3 separate regions of the Mus musculus genome follow, and regions 1 and 2 are each linked to region 3. Evidence: chromatin contacts called from public HiChIP or PLAC-seq and promoter capture Hi-C data. All regions are on one chromosome and are shown on one strand. Each heading gives the region's core, a stretch centred on a gene start, on an enhancer-like site or on the middle of the called end of the contact. The rest is flanking DNA. Distances are from core to core; before and after follow the strand shown.

Region 1 (3,541 bases), core at 1,006-3,505, 470 kb after region 3:
TCTTGTAAATCAATCACTATAATAGATCATCCCTTAGGTAATGATGAAGGCAAGGGAATTCCAGGCTATAAAGAGCCCATTGGCTCAATCACCTTATTTACAGCTCTCAAATCTGTTAATAGTCCCCATTTTCCAGGTTTCTTCTTAGTGACAAATATAGGAGAACGCCAAAGACTGATTGGTTGTCCCCTGTGTTGAACGTTTTGCTGCTTCTGCAGCAGCTGTCCTAGTGCCTCTAAGTGTTCTGATATCAAAGGCCAATGTTCCACCCATGCACGTTTGTCATGTAACCATTTTAAAGTTAAGGCAGTTGGTGTCTTTGAAAGTCCAACAGCTGTTGTGTCCTGCTTATATATGACATTATGGCTGTACTTGAAAATACCTTCTAGTATTATTCTCAGAAGTGTTTATTTTCTGGATTGTTTCTGAGATGAAAGGAATGTTAATCTGTATTTTCCATTGCTGCAACAAATCACTCGCCATAATTTCATGGCTACGTTAGCCACAGATGGCTTTAATTCTCCTATTTGCCTTCTGGTCCTACACACTCGACCCATCTTGCACCTCTTCATCTGAGATAAAGTTCCAACCTCCGGAAGGTGAATATGTAGCTCCTGAAGAGGCCAATCCGGATGCCAAGATTTTGGTGACATTATAGTCTCATCTGCTTCTGTGTCTACTCAATCTTCAATGCCGTTTAGCTTAGAAAACACGAAAATAGTTATTCAACAAATAGGCAGAGCCGGGCGTGGTGGCACACGCCTTTAATCCCAGCATTCGGGAGGCAGAGGCAGGTGGATTTCTGAGTTCGAGGCCAGTCTGGTCTACAGAGTGAGTTCCAGGACAACCAAGGGCTACACAGAGAAACCTTGTCTTGAAAAACCAAAACCAAACCAAACCAAACCAAAAAAACCCAAATAGGCAAATGTACATCCCACTTATATGATAATGACCTATTGATATGGAATAGATAAGTATGCAGGGGCCAGAAATAAAATGGGTCACTAGGTGATGGGGACAGGGGAGATAGTTGTGTTATGGTCTAATGGGCTTGGAGTTTCTGTTTGAGATGATGAGAAGGTTCTGGAAATGGTCTATATGTGTTGGTTTATATTTAGCCTAATACAGCTGAATTGTATTAAAAAGTAGCTAAGGATTTCTGAGTTCAAGGCCAGCCTGGTCTACAAAGTGAGTTCCAGGACAGCCAGAGCCATATAGAGAAACCCTGTCTTGCTATAAAACTAAAAAAAAAAAAAAGTAGCTAAAATGATTAATTTTACGTTATGTCACCATCATAGCAAGAGTGAGATCAGCCAGTATGATTTTAAGATTGTATAAAAGGGGCTACGAGATGGTCAGCGGTTAAGAGCATTTACTGCTCTTCCAGAGGACCTGGGTTCAGTTCCCAGCACTTACACGGAGGTTCACAATTATCTGTAACTCCCGTTCCAGAGGAACACACACTACTTCTAGCCTTCACCAGCTCCAGGCACCCATGCAGTGCACACACACATGCAAGCAAAGCACTCATGTACATAAACTAAACCTTAAAAATGATTGTATAGGCTAGGCATGTTAGTGCATGCCTTTAATCCCAGCACTCGGGAGGCAGAGGCAGGCAGATCTGTATGAATTTGGGGCACTTGAGAGGCAGAGGCAGGCAGGATTTCTGAGTTCTGGGTCAGCCCGGTCTACAGAGTGAGTTCCAACAGGCAGGGCTACACAGAGAAACCCTTTCTCAAAAGGAAGCAAAATACATACATAAAACTTACACTTTTCAGGCTGGAGAGATGGCTCAGCAGGTAAGAGCACTGACTGCTCTTCTGTAGGACCTGAGTTCAAATCCCAGCAACCACATGGTGGCTCACAACCATCTGTAGTGATTTCTGACGCCGTCTTCTGGTGTGTCTGAAGATGGCTACAGTGTGCTTATATATAATAATAAATAAAGCATTTAAGAAAATATTGTTTAAAATAACTTACAGTTTTCAAAAATGAGATTACGGTGTCTCTTTCTTCGGACTGCATTGACTAATACGAAAATGTATGAATGTATGAATGTGTAAAGCAAAGCCTTCCACGGGGAAGCCCGACGCGAGCGCTTGCCACAGCTTTGGAACCCTCTGCGCAGAACCATAATTCACCACCCCACCCCCGAAGTTGGTCGGGATGGCTCCTCCCCTCGCCCCCCCACCCGCCCTGTTTCCGTGGCAACTGCGCGAGCGGAGTGGGCGGACCTCGGAAAAACGGCAACGTCTAGGGGCGGGGCTTAAGGCGGAAGCGGCGTCCCCGCGCTCCGTGCAGTGCGGGTTTCAGTGATGCTGCGCTCAGGATGGATGCGGCTGTTGCCCATGCTCTGCAGCCTCCTGCTAGGGCGAGCCGAGGCCCCGAGCCCGGGGGTGCCGCCGGAGCAAAGCCAGCCCTACGCGGTGTTGCGGAGGCAGAGCCTGGGTAAGCGGTGCGGTGGGGAGGGTGCGCGTTTGCAGCCGGATCCGGGCGTGGGGAGCTTGTGCGGGGCGCAGGCCGGCCTAGCCTCTGGTTGTGGGAAGCCAATAAACGCCATTACAAGATGGCGCTGATTTCAATAAGCCGACACCTATGAATATGGGTAAACAATGTGCCCATGTGCAGTAGAGTTTTCTTTCAGCCAAGTCACTGCCTGGCCTGAGGCATGTAAATGAGGTACTGAAAGCATAACCAATCTGGTGTAGACACGCCTATCCTAGGCCTATATAAGCAGCACTGGTTTTTGGCCTGGGGTCTTTCGCTTTTACTATCAAGCTCTCCCAATAAATGTGTGCAGAAGAATCCTGTTGTGTTGTTCTTCTTGCTGGCGAGTTGGGCCTCTACAAGTGGTGATTCTCATATCGCCTCAGGGTTATTGTTAGTGAATCAAAGAGTGGATGTTTTACAACATAACATGGAACAGATGATGGATGTCCTACAAATGAGTTGTGTGGCATCAACCCTGCATATGTGCATTACTCCCATTAGGTATGTTAATATTCTTTTATTAAACGTACAGATTTATCGAATTATCTGAAGGGGAACTGGTCGCAGGAGCTGGACAGGTTGCACACGGAGCTGCAGATACAGATCCTGAACCTTAATTGAACCAGAGTGGAACTAGTGACCCTTGGAGGCTTTACCTCTTGGCTTACCTCTGCATTTTCTCACTTTAAGGAATGGGTGGGAGTGATTTTGTTTATGAATATGTTTACCCATGAATATGGGTAAACAACCAATGTGCCCATGTGCAGTAGAGTTTTCTTTTAGCCTAGTCACTGCCTGACCCGAAGCATGTAAATGAGGTACTGAAAGCATAACCAATCTGGTGTAGACATGCCTATCCTAGGCCTATATAAGCAGCACTGGTTTTTGGCCTCGGGGTCTTTCGCTTTCACTATCAAGCTCTCCCAATAAATGTATGCAGAAGAATCCTGTTTTGGCGTCCTTCTTGCTGGCGAGTCGAGTGTCTACATCTGGTCCTCAGGAAGCTGCTTTTCCTGGGGTCAGTTCTAGGCTTGGGAGCCAGCGCTTG
Region 2 (3,931 bases), core at 726-3,225, 260 kb before region 3:
TTTTTTTTTTTTTTTTTTTTTTGGTTTTTCGAGACAGGGTTTCTCTGTGCAGCTCTGGCTGTCCTGGAACTCACTCTGTAGACCAGGCTGGCCTCGAACTCAGAAATCCCCCTGCCTCTGCCTCCCAAGTGCTGGGATTAAAGGCATGCACCACCACGCCCGGCTTGTAAATAACTCTTACCCTGCAGTATCAGTGAGATTTACAAGGGCTGGCCCACGAACAGTTGCCAAAATGCATCAGTTGCCAAACCAGACCTAATTACTCTGTGACATCTAGAGAAAGACCCTCCTTCGTAGAACCGGATGCAGCCATGAAAACAGTCTGGGCCAGAGCCCCAGAGTAAGAAAGGAGCATTCAAAGCCCTGCCTGGTGGCACCCGCCTATAATTCCAGCACTTGGGAGGCAGAGGCGGGCAGATCTGAGGTCAAGATCAGCCTGGTCTACAGAGCAAGATCCAGGAGGGCAGGGCTACACACAGAAACATTGCCTCAGAAAACAAAAACCAAAAAAAAAAAAAAAAAAAAAAAATGATTTCCCAATTTCCTCTAAACGTTTGCCTACCTGAGAGAGCGGAACTTTACCCAAGCACAGCCTCCGACAAGGTTTCCTCCTCTCTCTGTACCCTAACTTAGTCCTTACCTGTGGCTTGAATAGACTTGTAGTCCCCGTGCCCCAGGGCCCCTCACTAGTTGGTACAGCAATACAGGAGGCCACCTAAACACAGCCTCTGAGGCTCTGGGTCCTGTGCTGTAGACACCTAGCCTAGCGGTCCCATCGGCCGCTGTTAAAGGCTAAAGCCCCCAAAACCCAGCAAACTCCTCCCCTGGCTTCAGTAAACACAGCCAGGATGAGGCTTCACAAAGCAGCCTCCCTACCTGCCAGGCTTCCCCAGGCTTCAGCCGTGGCTACAACCTTTCACTAGCTCTAAATATACAAGGGGTGTTAGAAACTCCTTCACCTCACGCCTCAATGGCCCCATCCTTTAGTACATACAGAGGTCAGACAAAGATCCATCACCACCTGTGTCCTTCTTCTCACAGACTAAAGGGCCCAGAGCTGGGGCACCTCAGAGTGCATCAGCATCACCCCACTAAATTGTTGGGTCCAGGCTTGACACCATTTCAACTAAAGTCCGAACCAAAAGCTTGAATCCACTAGAGGGGGAAAGCAAAAATCACGGGGGGGGGGGGGCGGGAGGGCAGGTCTGTGCAGCCCTGGGTATGGATGGCAAAACTCACAGTGCTGTGTACTGTTGAGTAAGCGTGCGGGCCTTCCGCTGCTCACCACCAGAGGGAGCCGTTGGTCTATCACCTTCCTGCTACCAGGGGTAACCTCGTGCAACCGCAGAATTTTCTTGCTGAGCTAGGGAAAGACTAGGGAGTCCCCAGGCACAGTGGGAAGTTTCAGTCTCAGAGAAGCTAGAGCCGGCGGCACAGAGCTGGCACGGAAACCAGCCTGAGTGCCAAGACCCTGGGCATGCAAATTGGGACATCTGGAGGTGCAATCTAAGGGTAGCATGAAGTTCAAGCTCCACAGACCCAGAGGGACACATTCAGTCAGCTTCCACTATCTCTTCTGCAAATGCAGGGCACAGGCACCCCATTTTATAGCTGTACCTTGCTCGGGCTACAGCTTGAGGCAATACCACCTTCAAGCCAGGAACCTGCACTGGAGCCCAGCACTCAATGGCAGGACTGTCCCATTACTGGAGGAGGAAGGGCACCCACATGTCGAGGCCAGAAGACAACGTTCGGGGAGTCAGTTCCCTCCCTGTACCATATGGCGCCCAGGGACTGGACTTGGGCTGTCAAGACTTGATAGTAAGCACCCCGGAACTCCCTTCCACCCATCCCAACCCCCACTGAAAGGACAGCCAAGGGGAGAATCGGCGAAGCCTTCCCACCCTATGCCCATGCAGAGCTCTTTCCCAAGCGGTGCCCCTTTGTTCTAGCTGTCCCCAGCCACATCTTAGGCATGTGATACAATCTGTCAAAAGGCAGAGTCCTGGCGCTGGACAGGTGCCAAGAGCGGTGAGCTCCAGGTCCAACCCAAGGTGGTTCAGGTTCTGCGGCCGGAGCTGGGGCCCCAGCCATTCCTCAGGTGGCTGGATGTTACAGCCTGCACTTGGGGATTTGCAGACAGGCTGTCTGCTCTCTGGATGAACTGCCTGGATAGGGGCCTGTGCCTCAGCTGTCTTGCCTGCCCCACGTTTCCAGGAATGTCATCATTTTAAGCTTAGGGTTCAGATCAAACAAGAAAACGGGCATCAAGTGCCTACTGGGCACCGGGATCAAATCACGGCACAGTTAGCATGTGGGAGGTGCTGAACAGGCAGGAGCTCTGTACTAGAGGACCCACAACTCTAAGGACAAAGAAATGTCATACCCAGTGCTGGGATGGCAGACAGGGCATCATTCTACCCAAAACAAGGCCTTGGAGGGAGACCCGGTTGTTCTTGGTTGTCCTTGACTGGAATTAACTAAAACCCAGGCAGGGGAACACCTGTGAGGAATTTTCCCTCAACTACGTGGTTGAAGTGGGAAACCCAGTGCTTTGGTTTTGGTTTGGTTTTTTGGTTTTTTTTTGGTTTTTCGAGACAAGGTTTCTCTGTGTAGCCCTGGCTGTCCTAGAACTCATTTTATAGACCAGGCTGGGCTTGAACTCAGAAATCCACCTGCCTCTGCCTCCCAAGTGCTGGGATTAAAGGCGTGTACCACCATGCCCAGTGAAACCCAGTTGTTTTTTTTAAAGATTTATTAATTATTATATCTAAGTACACTGTAGCTGTCTTCAGACACACCAAAAGAGGGTATCAGATCTCATTACGGATGGTTGTGAGCCACCATGTGGTTGCTGGGATTTGAACTCTGGACCTTCGGAAGAGCAGTCGGTGCTCTTAACCACTGAGCCATCTCTCCAGCCTGAAACCCAGTTTTAATCTGGACTTTTGTTTGTTTGTTTTTAAAATTTTGAACTAGTGGGCTCTGGAAGTGCTCTTAGCCACTGAGCCATCTCTCCAGTCCCTCATTCTGATCTGGGTTGGGAAGATCCACCCTGAACCCGGACTGAACCATCTGCTCACAGCCTACATAAAGGACATAAAGGACATGGAAGAAGGAAGTTCGTTTTCTCTTTCTCTCTCTCTCTCTCTCTCTCTCTCTCTCTCTCTCTCTCTCTCTCTCTCTCTCCCTCTCCCTCTCCCTCTCCCTCTGGCAAGTCCATTCCTTAGAGCCTACTTCTTGGGGATTCTGGTGTGTAGAGGACACAAGGCCCTTGTGCTCACAGATAAGAATCAGGGAAACCAGGGATGACAAGCACACAGGTTTGTCTCTTTAAGGGAAGGGATGTGTACCTGTCTTCCACCCAGAAGGCTGAGAGTGGGTGTGGTTAATATCCTGGTGATCTGTGGGGCCAGCACATACCCCAGGCCCCTAGACCATTATGCCTATCCCAGACTCTTCCTCCCTAGACCTTTATCTTGAACACGGTTTCTCAGTCAATCAAGCCCATCCCTAGGAGAGATGTCACGTGCGTGTACTTTGTAATTTGGTGGCCTCTCCCATGACCTAGACCACACCAGATTCTCCCCTGGGCCCTTAAGCTATAGAACAGTTAGGACAGTTTCTCTGCCTGCCTAGGGTTGGCAGGGACCGCCACACTGGTGTATACCTAAGACCAGCTGAGAGGGCCAACCTTGTGGACTAAGCAACTTCTGGATTCTTAGACCTTTTGATGGTGGAGAGCCATTGGTGGACTAGCAGGTCTACATCTGTTAGTCACTCTAATAAGTATAAATATATAAGTATACTTATATATCATATATATTGAATATGTGAGTGTTCATATATCCACTGGATACGTTCTGTTCCTCTGAAGAAACCTGACCTCACCATCAGATCGCTATTTCTGAACCCACGGCTAGAACTACTG
Region 3 (3,652 bases), core at 179-2,678:
TAGGAAAGGTTTTGAACTTGTGATCCTACCCCAGGCCTCCTGAATGCATGGCACTGTATGTGTCAGACAGTTCTGATGTTTTATTTTTCTTGGAGACAGGGTTTCATAGTGTAACTCTGATTGTCCTGGAACTCTCTATGTAGGCAAGGATGGCCCTGAACTATGTGTGAGCGTGTGTTTTTAAAAGGAGGGGATAGCGTCTTTTTTTTTTTTTTTTTGGTTTGGTTTTGGTTTTTTGAGACAGGGTTTCTCGTGTAGCTCTGGCTGTCCTGGAACTCACTTTGTAGACCAGGCTGGCTTCAAACTCAGAAATCCGCCTGCCTCTGCCTCCCAAGTGCTCGGCTTTTTTTTTTTTTTTTTTTTTCTTTTTTTAGTGTCTTTCTTTAGTAAGAAAATAAGGATGTAAATTCTGTGTTAGACAAGTAGTTACTCTTCTAACTTACAAGTTTATACTTATCTTTGTGGAGGCAGTATCTCTCTGTCTGAGGCTGGCTTCAAATTCACAGTACAGTAAGAGAATTACCTTGTACTTGTAACCTTCCCCCACACACCTGCCAAGTGCTGGGAACACAGTTTACACCACCACACAAATTATGAGGTGCTGGGGATGAAACTGAGCCGCAGGAAGTGACAGGCCAGCAGCACTCGACCAATTGTGCCACAGTCCCAGCTCCTGGCTACCATTTTAAATAGTGCAAGCTTAACCTTAACCCTATATTCCCTCAGAAAAGTAGTAACAACAGTCACTAGTGGGAAACTGAAGTGAGAAATGGGTGGGGGGAAAATCTGTACACGGCACCTGGCATACGTATAGGACAATCTCGCAGTTGACGAGCGTAAAGGGTCATGCTGTGCTTCAAAGAGGGAAAAGCCGGGTTTGGTGGCGCACAGCCTTTAATGGCAGCGCTCCAGAGGCAGAGGCACAGGCAGGTGCATCTCTGTGAGTTCGAGGCCATCCTGGACAGCTCCAGGGCAGTCAAGGTGACACAGAGAGACCCTGACAAAAGGGGGCGCGTCGCCGGGGGCAGCGTCTCAAATGGCTGCAGTGGCAGTGACAGCAAATGAGTCCCCGAAAGGGAAGCTGGGTCTGGGAAGTCAGGACAGTAAGGAACACAGCTCCGGGGCCGACAGGGCATCCAATCAACCCTCAGTGAGAAAAGGAACCCGAACAGGAGCCCGACAGGTCCCTCCATCCACCCTCGCGCCCTCTGTCACCTTTGCTTCCTTTCTCCCCTTCCGACACGGTCTCAAACCCGAAGTGCGTTTCCGCGGCTCGCTTCTCCTGGGACAAGGACCGCGTTCCCAGCGTGGCCCATGGCCAGGATCTATGACACCCGGGGAGCCTGCAGTGTCCCGTGGCTCGCCACCACCCGCGGCCGCAGACGCGCCATAGAACGCAGCACCTGGGCGCCGCCATCGTGACACCCCGGCGACCGCGGGGCGGGGAGAACGTCGGGTTGCGTCACCAGCCGGGTGACGGCGGCCGACAGGAGACACATTAGTGGAACGCACCCCCAAACGCCTGTTTTTTTAAGGAGTCCTCCTGGTTTAGGATTTGGAAACCTGAAAGCCTTTCCTGTGTTCCCTGACTGAATCTAGAGTTTAGCAGGAATAAGCAGAATTCAGACAGAGGCCCTAATTATATTTCAGCGGCCATATTTCCATCCTGTTAGCTAGGACTAAAGACTACTATGGAAAAGACAACTGAATAGACCAGGCTGGCCCGGAACTCGCAGAAATCCACCCAAGTGCTGGAGTGTGCTCCCTCATGCCCTGCAACTTTTGTTTTCTGGTGCAGGAACTGGGTGAAATTGAGGCATGTTGTAAGTTAAAGATCAAAATTACATGATTTGAAAAAAAAATATATATATATGTATACACATATATGTGTATATATGTATATGTATATACACACATACATATATGTGTATATATGTATATGTATATACACACATACATATATGTGTATGTATGTATATGTGTGTGTATACATATGTGTGTGTATACATATATGTACACATACAAACATACATCTAAAGTAAAGTATATACACTTGTGTGTCTGTGGATGTATGTGAACGTGAGTGCAGCTGCCTGTGGAACCCAGAGATGTCAGATATCTTAAAACTGTAGTTTTAGGTGAATGAGCATAAGGATTTGGGTGCTGGTGACAAGCATTATAACTGATGAGTCAACCCCCCTGTGTGTGCCTCATGTGAATATATATATTTTTTAAAGCTGGAACTAGTTTACCTAGTCCAGAGTGTACTTGAACTCATAACATGCCTGGTTAAGTCAGACAGCACAAGCCTGAACTCCTCCCACATCGTTTTAGTGGCATCTGGAATGGTGTGCAGGTTCTAGTGCACACTTGAACAGTGCTGTGACACTAAACTCTACCCGAGTGCCTTTTAAATGTATTTAATTTTGGTTTGTTTGTTTTATGAGACAGGGTTTCTCTGTGTAGCCTTGGCTGTCCTGGAACTTGCTCTGTAGGCCAGGCTGACCTGGAACTCAGAAATCTGCCTGCCTCTGCCTCCCAACTGCTGGGATCAAAGGTGTGTGCCACCACCAACTGGTAGTATATTTAATTTTAAAATAAATAAATAATAATTAAATAAATTGTGTCTTTTTGATGTGTGTGTGTGCATGCACGCGTGTTCTCACACGTAGGCGTGCACATGCCAAGATCCATGTGTGGAGGTCAGGAGATGACTTTCAGGGGTCAGTTCTCCATGGCCCTGGGAATTGAACTCACATCCTCAGGCTTACAACTAAAGCACTGTGATCTACTGAGCCACCTTGCCAGCTCTTATCTTTTATGTTGAGATAGCATTTCACTAAGTTGGCAAGGCCTTGAACTCACTTTGTCACCTAGATACAGGCTTTGAACTTTTGATCTTCCTGGTAGGTGGGATTAAAGGCCTGTATCACTACACAGGGCCTTTAAAAATTTTTTTAAACTGAAGCCAGGCAGTGGTGGCGCATGCCTTTAATCCCAGCACTTGGGAGGCAGAGGTAGGCAGATTTCTGAGTTTGAGGCCAGCCTGTTCTATGGAGTGAGTTCCAGGACAGCTCGGGCTACACAGAAAAACCCTGTCTCAAAAAAACAAAACAAAAAAAATTGATTTTTTTTTATGGTCAAGATAACATATTACAGAACATCTTGTCCAAAGGCAAGTATAGAGATTGCTGAATTCTGCTTGAATGTTTCTGTTTTAAATCCCTTTTAAATGTATATTTTCTGTAAATATTTCACAAGGAGAAGATGCCAAGGATCCTAAGAAAGAAATTTTAAATGAAGAGTGTCTTCTCCATTCAGTATATCCTGACAGATGGACACCTCCTGCACTGGGATCCTCTGCCCCTCGCTTCCATTTTTATCAATGACAGAAGGAAGAAATTATTCATCCACACACTTAGCATTCTCGTGTCTTCATTCTGTGAAATAAAGTTTCACCACAGTATTTTAGAACTTGCTGTACTTCTGTTGTGTGTCAGAGTAGACCTTGGGATTTAGCTGTTCCTTCTGGACATCACACTACATTTTCCAACTGAAGCATGCTCTTCTCTCTCTCTCTCTCTCTCTCTCTCTCTCTCTCTCTCTCTCTCTCTCTCTCTGTGTGTGTGTGTGTGTGTGTGTGTGTCTTAGT

The links. Promoter capture Hi-C pulls out the DNA fragments that hold promoters and counts their contacts. HiChIP or PLAC-seq counts read pairs in DNA pulled down with a chosen protein or histone mark.
Region 1: a contact with region 3 is called in a promoter capture Hi-C map of pre-B cells, with 2.6 times the contacts expected there. The contact joins the promoter of 1500011B03Rik here to the promoter of Coq5 in region 3. A contact is called at or near these places in 4 of 39 promoter capture datasets (liver, neutrophils and pre-B cells), 1 of 484 Hi-C or Micro-C datasets (embryonic stem cells), 2 of 115 datasets of contacts at active chromatin or transcription factors (large pre-B cells and pro-B cells) and 1 of 9 other capture datasets (liver).
Region 2: a contact with region 3 is called in an HNF4G HiChIP or PLAC-seq map of pancreatic cancer cells. The contact joins the enhancer-like site here to the promoter of Coq5 in region 3. A contact is called at or near these places in 4 of 39 promoter capture datasets (cranial neural crest, embryonic stem cells, liver and 1 more), 2 of 115 datasets of contacts at active chromatin or transcription factors (embryonic stem cells and pancreatic cancer cells) and 3 of 9 other capture datasets (adipose tissue, liver and pancreatic islet).

What each region holds. Positions count from the first base shown.
Region 1 is chr5:114,812,690-114,816,230 of GRCm38.p6, reverse strand. 1500011B03Rik (RIKEN cDNA 1500011B03 gene) reads left to right here and starts at 2,255. Exons shown (of 2, transcript NR_027817.1): 1 at 2,255-2,451.
Region 2 is chr5:115,536,240-115,540,170 of GRCm38.p6, reverse strand. All of the region lies in intron 1 of Pxn (paxillin), which reads right to left. Among named protein-coding and RNA genes, the nearest start is that of Rplp0, 21 kb to the left of the region's middle. Within about 2 kb of position 1,975, at least 78 of the 459 cell types and tissues checked have an H3K27ac peak or open chromatin away from gene starts, as enhancers often do. A contact at or near this core is called in neural stem cells and pancreatic cancer cells, where this site is marked.
Region 3 is chr5:115,277,478-115,281,129 of GRCm38.p6, reverse strand. Coq5 (coenzyme Q5 methyltransferase) reads right to left here and starts at 1,428. Exons shown (of 7, transcript NM_026504.2): 1 at 1,216-1,428. The coding sequence starts at 1,417.